Linked DNA regions of Mus musculus: region 2 is linked to region 1. The links are chromatin contacts, called in public HiChIP or PLAC-seq maps. All regions are on one chromosome and are shown on one strand. The core of a region is the stretch at or near the end of the contact, and the rest is flanking DNA. Distances in the headings are between cores, read along the strand shown.

Region 1 (3,802 bases), core at 971-3,470:
TGAACAAGAAGGTCACTCATCTTGAGAGTCAGTCTTCCAAGCTGTCTATGTAGGGACTGGCCAGAGCTAGGTGAGTAGGAGAGAGCTCTCTATGGGGACAGAATAGGCAGAGTGAGTGTATAGGGGGCAGCCTGCACAGCAGAAGAAGGGAAAGTCAGAATGAAGAAGCGGGTGAGAGATGAACTGGAAAGTTACAAGAGGAACTAGGAGGCTAAGCCGACCCATCCCACATCTCTAGAGGGAAGGTTTTTCCCTGTTCTGACTCTGGCTACTGTTGCTACTGTTTCTCACCCACGTGGTAGGAAGAACTAAGGGAGGTGGGTTTTAATCTACACCTGGAAGTAACTGGACGACTGTTTCCTCACCTGGAAGGCCAAGATGACCAGGGACCCTGGCTTCCCCACCCCTCCCCTCAAGCTTCTGATAACTGACTGAGCCTGGGGTTCTTAAGTGGCTCAACTAGGAAATGAAGAAAAGGCCCTGATCAAGTGGTCACGTGATTATTAATCTGCCACGTGAGGACAGAGTCCATGCCTCCAAAGGGTAAACAAGCTGGCTTTGGGAAACACCTGGTCACCTTTGCTCCAGTCCCTGCCTCTGGGCCGGGTAACACACCCTTCAAAGCAGGAGCAATGTTGGGTCCAAGGATTCTGGCTGACTTGGTATCGAGTATCCAATCTGATAACCTGTCACCTACAGACTGGTTAATCCCTACCAGAGGGAAAAGAGTTACCTCAGAAATTGGGCGATGCGTGCCATGACAGCCCCGGCTCCTGGCTCAAGAACATTGCCTGTAGATAGAAAACGTATTCAGTACCAAGTAGTGTCCTGCATACTAGGGTTCAGCTGGGAGTCCCAGAGAAGAGACATTCCAGATCTTTCTTCCGGATCACTTTAGGGTTTTCCCAGGCTCATGTGAAACTATAAAAGTTCAGTGTGTGGAAAATAGGGAGACAGCTACCCAACAGCTTGTCATCCACCTGTCCAGTGATGGAGGGCCAGAGCATGCTCCTCTAAATCACAGGCTTGGGGGCAAGGGCTTGCCTGGTAACAGGAGAGACTCTAGAGTAAGAGACACTGTGCAGAGCCATGGGCAAAGGGAGTCTGCAACTGCTCACCTCCCCAAGTGTCCTCCGCCAAGCCCTGCGTTGCTGCAGGGACGAGGAACAGGCTGGCACCTCGGGACAAGACCGTGTCCTACTCTATGTTCTAGTTCAGGTAAAGCAGGGGTTAGGACAGGGTGGGGGTGAATCCATCTGCACCTGTAACCCAGGACACCATGTAGGTAGAGAACTGCGTTTTCTCACCTCCTGCAGTCTCCAGGAACATCTAGGCTTCTGTGGTGACCCCCAGCCATAAAGTTATTTTTCATTGCTACATCAGAACTGTAATTCCGCTACTGTTAAGTATCGTAATGTAGATATTTGTGTTTTCCGATGATCTTAGGCGAACCCTGTAAAAGGGTCCTTCAACCATCCCACTTAAATCGGTGGAGTCTGTAGTCTTGCTCAGTGAAACCCAGGTTCTCGGAGAGAAAGTGAAGCTTCGGGAGGAGGGCGGGGGAGGGCCGGTGCAGGACCCGCAGGGGAGCTCACCCACGGAGATGTCTCCCAGCTGCTCAGGCTTTAGCCTCACGTCCTGGAGAACCGCGGTCAACACGGCCGACAGAAGCTCGTCGGGGGTGGTGTTCTGCAGGGCGAGGCGCAGCAGCGGTGAGCCCAGCTCCCGCATCCCCGCCCGGGGACTCTGCGGTCACCGGACCCCCGACGGCAGAATTCCATCCGCGCTGGCCGCCTTCTGCTCCCCTCGCCCGCCCGAGGGGCCTCACCTTGAAGCCTCCACGGCTGGCGCGGCCGATGGGGGTGCGCCGTCCGTGCACCACCACCACGTCGGAGGCCGAGGCCTGCGGGAACCTAGCGGAGCAGGGCGCAGCTTGCAGCGCGGAGCTCGACTCGGGCCGGCCGGCCAGGTGGCCCAGCACTACCTGCAGCCGATGCATCGCGGAGGTGGGTCCTACCTACTCGTTTAGGTTCTGGGTGCAGAGCTTTAGGAACAGGAATGATGGCAGGCGCAGGCGCAGGCGCAGGCGCGGGCGCAGGCGCAGGACAGCCTTCTACGTCGCAAGGCCTGAAAGGGGATCACAACCCCGGTAGAATGATACTGCGAGAGGTAGGATGGGGTCTTTAGAGGGCCTGCCCACTCCTAGGTACAACCAATTAGATTAAGGGGAGTCTGATTGAGGGCCGCCCACTCACCCCTTGCCCCAGAGTCCCGCCCAACGCCCGTCCTAAGACGCTTTCTCTCCACTCAAAGCCCCGCCCGCCAATCCTACGGAAGCCAATCGTAATGCGCACTCTTAATCCTCCTTGAAAGGCAGACTGGAAACTTCCAAGTTTGCACAACCTTTTGTAGACATTGGGGAAGGAGGTTTCCCAAACTTCTGGTTTCCTAGGATGAACTCAGCCTCAAGGGAGTCCCTCCCCTTGAGCTCAGCGCGCAGCCGCGTAGAAGGCGGAGCCCGGCCCATGGCTTCTCTGCTGAGCTAGCCCGAGAAGACCCTTGTCTCCCATCAAAATTTGCTGTGCTCAGCCCCGGGTCCCAAAACCGAGAACTGAGGACCTAGAAAATGTTGAGGCACCTAGTTAAGCCCCAACCGGGTTGGCTGTCACAGAAGCTCTCTCAGAAAACAAAGTAATTTTGGGTTCCGGGCTGGTGTGAAGAACCGATTAAGGTGCTGAACGGCAGGCAGGTTCTAACTGTAACGTGCCCCACTCGTCTTAAGCCTGTTGATCTACGTTTGTTTGGGATAGTGCCATTAGTGCCCACATTCCCCTAGGAATTCTACTAAACCCGGGGATGGGGGTGGAGGGTGGAGGGAGACCCAGTATTGGAGATTGACACCTAAATAGATTAACCAAGTGAATTAACGAAAAAATCTTCCTTGGGTCTAGACCCAACGTTAAAGAGTAAGGTGGTAGGTTCCGCGTGTTTTTTGCAGACCCCGGGAAGGTAGTGCTGTTTGTCTCAGAAAACAAAGGACAAGATACCCTAAATGCCAATTTATGGGCAAGGTCGTGGGCTTTCCCCTTTAAAAAGCAGAGTCACAAGTGACATCAGATAGCTAAAGGTAGACTGAGCCTTCGGGTTACTACTTCCGAAGCCAGTCTGTCTCTTCCCTCCCTACTACCAGAATATAAATTACTGTACAGAAGGGCTGTAACTCCTTCAAGTCCTAAACAAGGCTGATTGAGCTAACCATGCATAATAACCACTACCAGATCGCCTAGTCCATCCACCTTGATCGGTGGGCCAAGGCAGATGCCAGAGGCGGTTTATATAAATTCTCACACCTTCGAGGGGAGGTGAGCAAACGTTAGAAGCACAAGTGGGTTGACTTTTAGGCTGGGTAGTTCTGGCCCCGTAGTCTAGATTCTAGCAAAGGGCGGAGCTTCTCGGAAAGCGAAAGAAGGAGGGGCTGGCAGGAGACTTAAGGGAAGTAGGAAACTCCACAGGCGAGCGTACTGGACGGCACCGGGGGCCCAGGGTTGCCTGCCATGTCTGCGGGAGACCCCCGCGTGGGATCCGGGTCCCTGGACTCCTTCATGTTCTCCATACCCTTGGTCGCGCTTAACGTGGGAGTGAGGCGCCGCCTATCGCTGTTCTTGAACCCTCGGACGCCCGTGGCGGCCGACTGGACCTTGCTGGCGGAGGAGATGGGCTTCGAGTACTTGGAGATCCGAGAGCTGGAAACGCGCCCTGACCCCACTCGCAGTTTGTTGGATGCCTGGCAGGGGCGCTCTGG
Region 2 (3,802 bases), core at 485-2,984, 41 kb before region 1:
TGGACAGATGGTTGTGAGCCACCATGTGGCTTCTGGGAATTGAACTCAGGACCTCTGGAAGAGCAGTCCAGTGCTCTTAACTACTGAGCCATCTCTCCAGACCGAGTCTTGCTTTTTAACAGCAAGTTAAAAGAGGGTAAGTATCTTTATGGTCTAAAGGAATTGCTTATTAAGTATCACATATGGTCCTCACGTGCCTTCTCCACTCTAGGCTGCTGGGGTGGCCCCTCCACACCTAAATGTCCATTATTGATGGTCCAAAGACCCCTGCTAGGCACTCAGAACCAACTTCTCTGCCCTGCTTACACAATCTTGTTTCTTAGAAAATTCTGGGGGCTTCAGAGACCTTCTGGATTTAAAAAAATACAATCTGCCAAATGATGTTGGCTTGCTTTTAATCCCAGCATGTGAGGAAGAGGCAGAGGCAGGCAGCAATTCTCTAAGTTCAAGGCCATCTTGGTCTACAGAATGAGTTCTAGGACACCCAGGGCTATATTGAGAAACCCTGTCTCAAAAAACTAAGTTTTAGGATGTTTATCTGTAGCTAGCACACAGCTGTGGGCACAAGAAGACCTCTCCTAATGTCTACAGTCCATGACCTAGCGATCAGTTTAACAGTGACAGAACTGAGAAGCAGATCGCCCTGCCTCTACATCTATACCTGCTCTCTAAGGCACCTCAGTTGCTTTCTCACCCCACCCAGAACCAAGTCCACCCACCATCTCACTACAGCATCTTATAATGTAAGACCTGAATAGACACTCTCTGAGCCCCACCCCCACCTCCCCGGAAGCCCCACATGACCCCAGGACATGTCCAGCTGGTCCCTTACTTACTGACTCTGTAGCCTAGGCCTTCTGCATGAATCCTCTTGGCCATGAATTGTCCTTCAATCAGTGCTCGGATCTCCACATCCCCAGGGAATGCTGAAACCTGTCCCCAGAAAATAGGCACAGCGTGAGGGACTCTGTGTGTGTGTATGTGTGTGTGCACATGTGTGCATGTGTGTAAAATAGGTACAGTGTGAGGGACTCTGGGTGTCCATGTGTGTGTGTGTGTGTGTGTGTGTGTGTGTGTGTGTGTGTGTGTAAAATAGGTATAGTGTGAGGGACTGAGTGTCCAAGTCTATGTTTGTGCATATGTGTGTAAAAGGGTCACACGGAAATGAGAGAAACACAGCTTCTAGCCAAGAAGGTCTGGGTTCGAGCCTCCTCCACCACCTATGTGCTTGTGACTTTGGGCAGGCCATGAAGGCTAAGCCTCCACTTTCACATCTGTAAAAAGGGCTATCAGTGCCTACATCACAGAGTTGAAAGTGAAATCACAAGCATGATGCCTGGAACCCAGGGCTCCTCAAGCAAATGTCACTGTCTCTCTAAAGGGCCTTTTCCACTAGGAAGAAATTCCTGCCTTCAGGACCCAAGAGCTGCAGTGCAGTGGAAGATCCGGTTACCAAGGAAACGTCCTGCAACAAACAGCAGTCGGGAACTGTCAGGAGCTTACAGAGCACTGTGGTTGCTTGCATTCTTCCTTGGGGGAGGGGCAGGACCTGTCTAAGCCCCTCCTGAGACCCCAACTCTAGAATGCACCCGAGCACACCTGTAGATGAGCAGGCGATGCACCCCTAAAAGCTTGTTACACAGGGCTCAACGCCAGAGTCAATGCATGCAGCTCTAAAGCCTGCAGCGTACGTGCCTGAGGCTGGGAAGTCAGCTGCTGGTTAGAGTGCTTTCCGGGTAGCAAGAGGACCTGAGTCTGGAGCCTCCTACGGTGGAGCTGGAGAATCCCCTGAGGAAGCTCTGGCTTTGACTGAGAGAACCTGTCCCAATGAATACGGCCAAAGAACAGCCCAGGAAGACTCCACGCACACCGGCAACACACATGTAAACACACACACACACACACACACACACACACACACACACGAAAAAGACACAAGTACCTCCATGTTTTCCGCATTAAACCTATGACGCCCAATAATTTCAGGGGTGATCTCCATTACATCGAAATAAAAACCTGAAGCAAAAGCAGAAAGGGATTATAGCTGTCGCCACCTCAGAGCCAAAAAAATACAGTTTCTCAAAAAACTTCCAAAAAGATGAAGCAAAAGTTATGTCATCTGTGCCTCAGTCTCCTCCCGCCCCCCAGAGGAGCCCTGTGATATCCTGCGACCTTTCTCTCACGGGACAGAGGGGACTGGAAAGGCCCGGGCTGTTCTGAGGCAACCTCTCTTATTCCACTTGGCAGCTCAGCTGAAGAACAGCTGTCTCACTAACCCTGAGCACCAGGTGAGGGATGCTAGGAGAGACATGTCCCTTCCTTCCTCAGGACATAGCCTGCTGCTGCCTTCTGTCTGGGGCAGACACCTGCATACTGAGAAGGAGCGGGCCACGGGAGATCCTGTGGCAAACCACCTCTGATGCCATCTCCAGGGATATTCAAGGGGACGAAGATATAACTCGAGTCTGACCTTTCACTGGAGGTTTAGGGAGCAGCAGCCAAGGGTAACCACGTGAGTGCACCCTCAGAACCTGGGGACCCACACCAGCTCATGAGAACACATGTGGAGACAGAAAGCACCCCTCCCAGCTTCTACACACCCCAACTCATGGTGCTCCGAGCCTTGCTGCCCTGTCCACAGGCCCAGCCTACCCAAGTTTCCGTTGTTCCCCATCGCCGTGGACTTCAGGGCCTTAGAGAACTTGTTCCAGGAACAGGAGGCCGACTCATCTCGGATCTTCTCTCTCATGAGGGAGCCGTTTTTAAAGCTGCAGAAACAGACACAGTATGAGCCCTGGGCTCCCAGGTTTGGTGATGTTAGGTTGGAATCCAGGTGCCCCCCCCCCCCCATGCTAGGCAAGGATTTTCTCCCAGACTGGACACAGGGTTGTTGAAAGAGTCCCAGGCAGAAGGTCTCCAGGTCAGGCTAGACCACAACCCATGGGAGGGGCATAACAGGCAGCCCAAATCTCAAGTATTTTAGTGTCTCCTTTGGTTTCATGGACATCCTGGAAGGTACTAGACTCACGCTTATCTTGGGATATGTTTATGCTGGCCACTGCACAGAGGGACCCACACAGGGCTCTCTATACCTTGCTTCTGCTCTTCAATAGCGCTGGGTACTAGCCCAACTAGACCTGAATATTCTCCAGTAGTTCTAGATGCTTACAGCTCAAAAGCCTTCTGAGCCAAGTTGCTTCCAACAGGTACCAAAGGCCTGTGACCAGGACATGGAGCATGCAGCTGCTGTAAGAACTCTCGGAAGCAAGCTGTCCCCAGATCATTTGCTGAGGGTCAATTTAAACATGTAGGTCAGAGCGCCACGAAGCACACGCCTTACTTACAAAACCAGTGCCATCCAGGACAGCATTGGAGGTGGAGTTTGCACCTAAGCTTGGGGGCCTATAGGTCTTTGGCTCTTCCCCAGATGGTTCTGCTGTCAAGCAAAAACTCATGTGTCCTGTGGCCTTAGCTGCCCACGAGGCAATTTCGTAGGAAGAGCTTGGGGGTGTCTGGTTGTGCCTGGTCTGTGTGCACTTTCTTTCCCCAGCCCAGAAATTCCAGGATTACCATAGAAGCGCCATGTAATGCTGCGGATCCACTGGGTTGCAGAAGATGTGGCCTTCCAAGGCAGGCATGGGCTTCTGGAGCCAGAGAAACAGGGTGTCGCTGGTGCCCAGGCTGACCTGAGGAGAGCAGAGCAGAGGGTGAGGTGCCTGGGGCTTGCCTACAAGTGTCCTCTGCCAGTGATGCACTCCGCACCCCACCCTGCCTTCATCCAGTCACTTTGACCCTCATACTG

The links. HiChIP or PLAC-seq counts read pairs in DNA pulled down with a chosen protein or histone mark.
Region 2: a contact with region 1 is called in an H3K27ac HiChIP or PLAC-seq map of trophoblast stem cells, with 22 read pairs. The contact joins the enhancer-like site here to the promoter of Acaa1a in region 1. A contact is called at or near these places in 3 of 39 promoter capture datasets (the 3T3-L1 cell line, macrophages and neural stem cells), 9 of 484 Hi-C or Micro-C datasets (the Ba/F3 cell line, bone marrow-derived DN3 thymocytes, embryonic fibroblasts and 5 more), 6 of 115 datasets of contacts at active chromatin or transcription factors (the SCID.adh cell line, bone marrow-derived macrophages, embryonic stem cells and 2 more) and 3 of 9 other capture datasets (adipose tissue, liver and pancreatic islet).

What each region holds. Positions count from the first base shown.
Region 1 is chr9:119,339,712-119,343,513 of GRCm38.p6, reverse strand. It overlaps Acaa1a (acetyl-Coenzyme A acyltransferase 1A), which reads right to left and starts at 2,220. Exons shown (of 12, transcript NM_130864.3): 1 at 1,829-2,220; 2 at 1,596-1,689; 3 at 734-791. The coding sequence starts at 1,999. It overlaps Myd88 (myeloid differentiation primary response gene 88), which reads left to right and starts at 3,496. Exons shown (of 6, transcript NM_010851.3): 1 at 3,496-3,802. The coding sequence starts at 3,555.
Region 2 is chr9:119,380,468-119,384,269 of GRCm38.p6, reverse strand. Xylb (xylulokinase homolog (H. influenzae)) reads right to left here. Exons shown (of 19, transcript NM_001033209.3): 12 at 3,571-3,686; 13 at 2,653-2,768; 14 at 1,943-2,016; 15 at 837-933. Among named protein-coding and RNA genes, the nearest start is that of Acvr2b, 20 kb to the left of the region's middle. Within about 2 kb of position 1,734, at least 10 of the 459 cell types and tissues checked have an H3K27ac peak or open chromatin away from gene starts, as enhancers often do. A contact at or near this core is called in trophoblast stem cells, where this site is marked.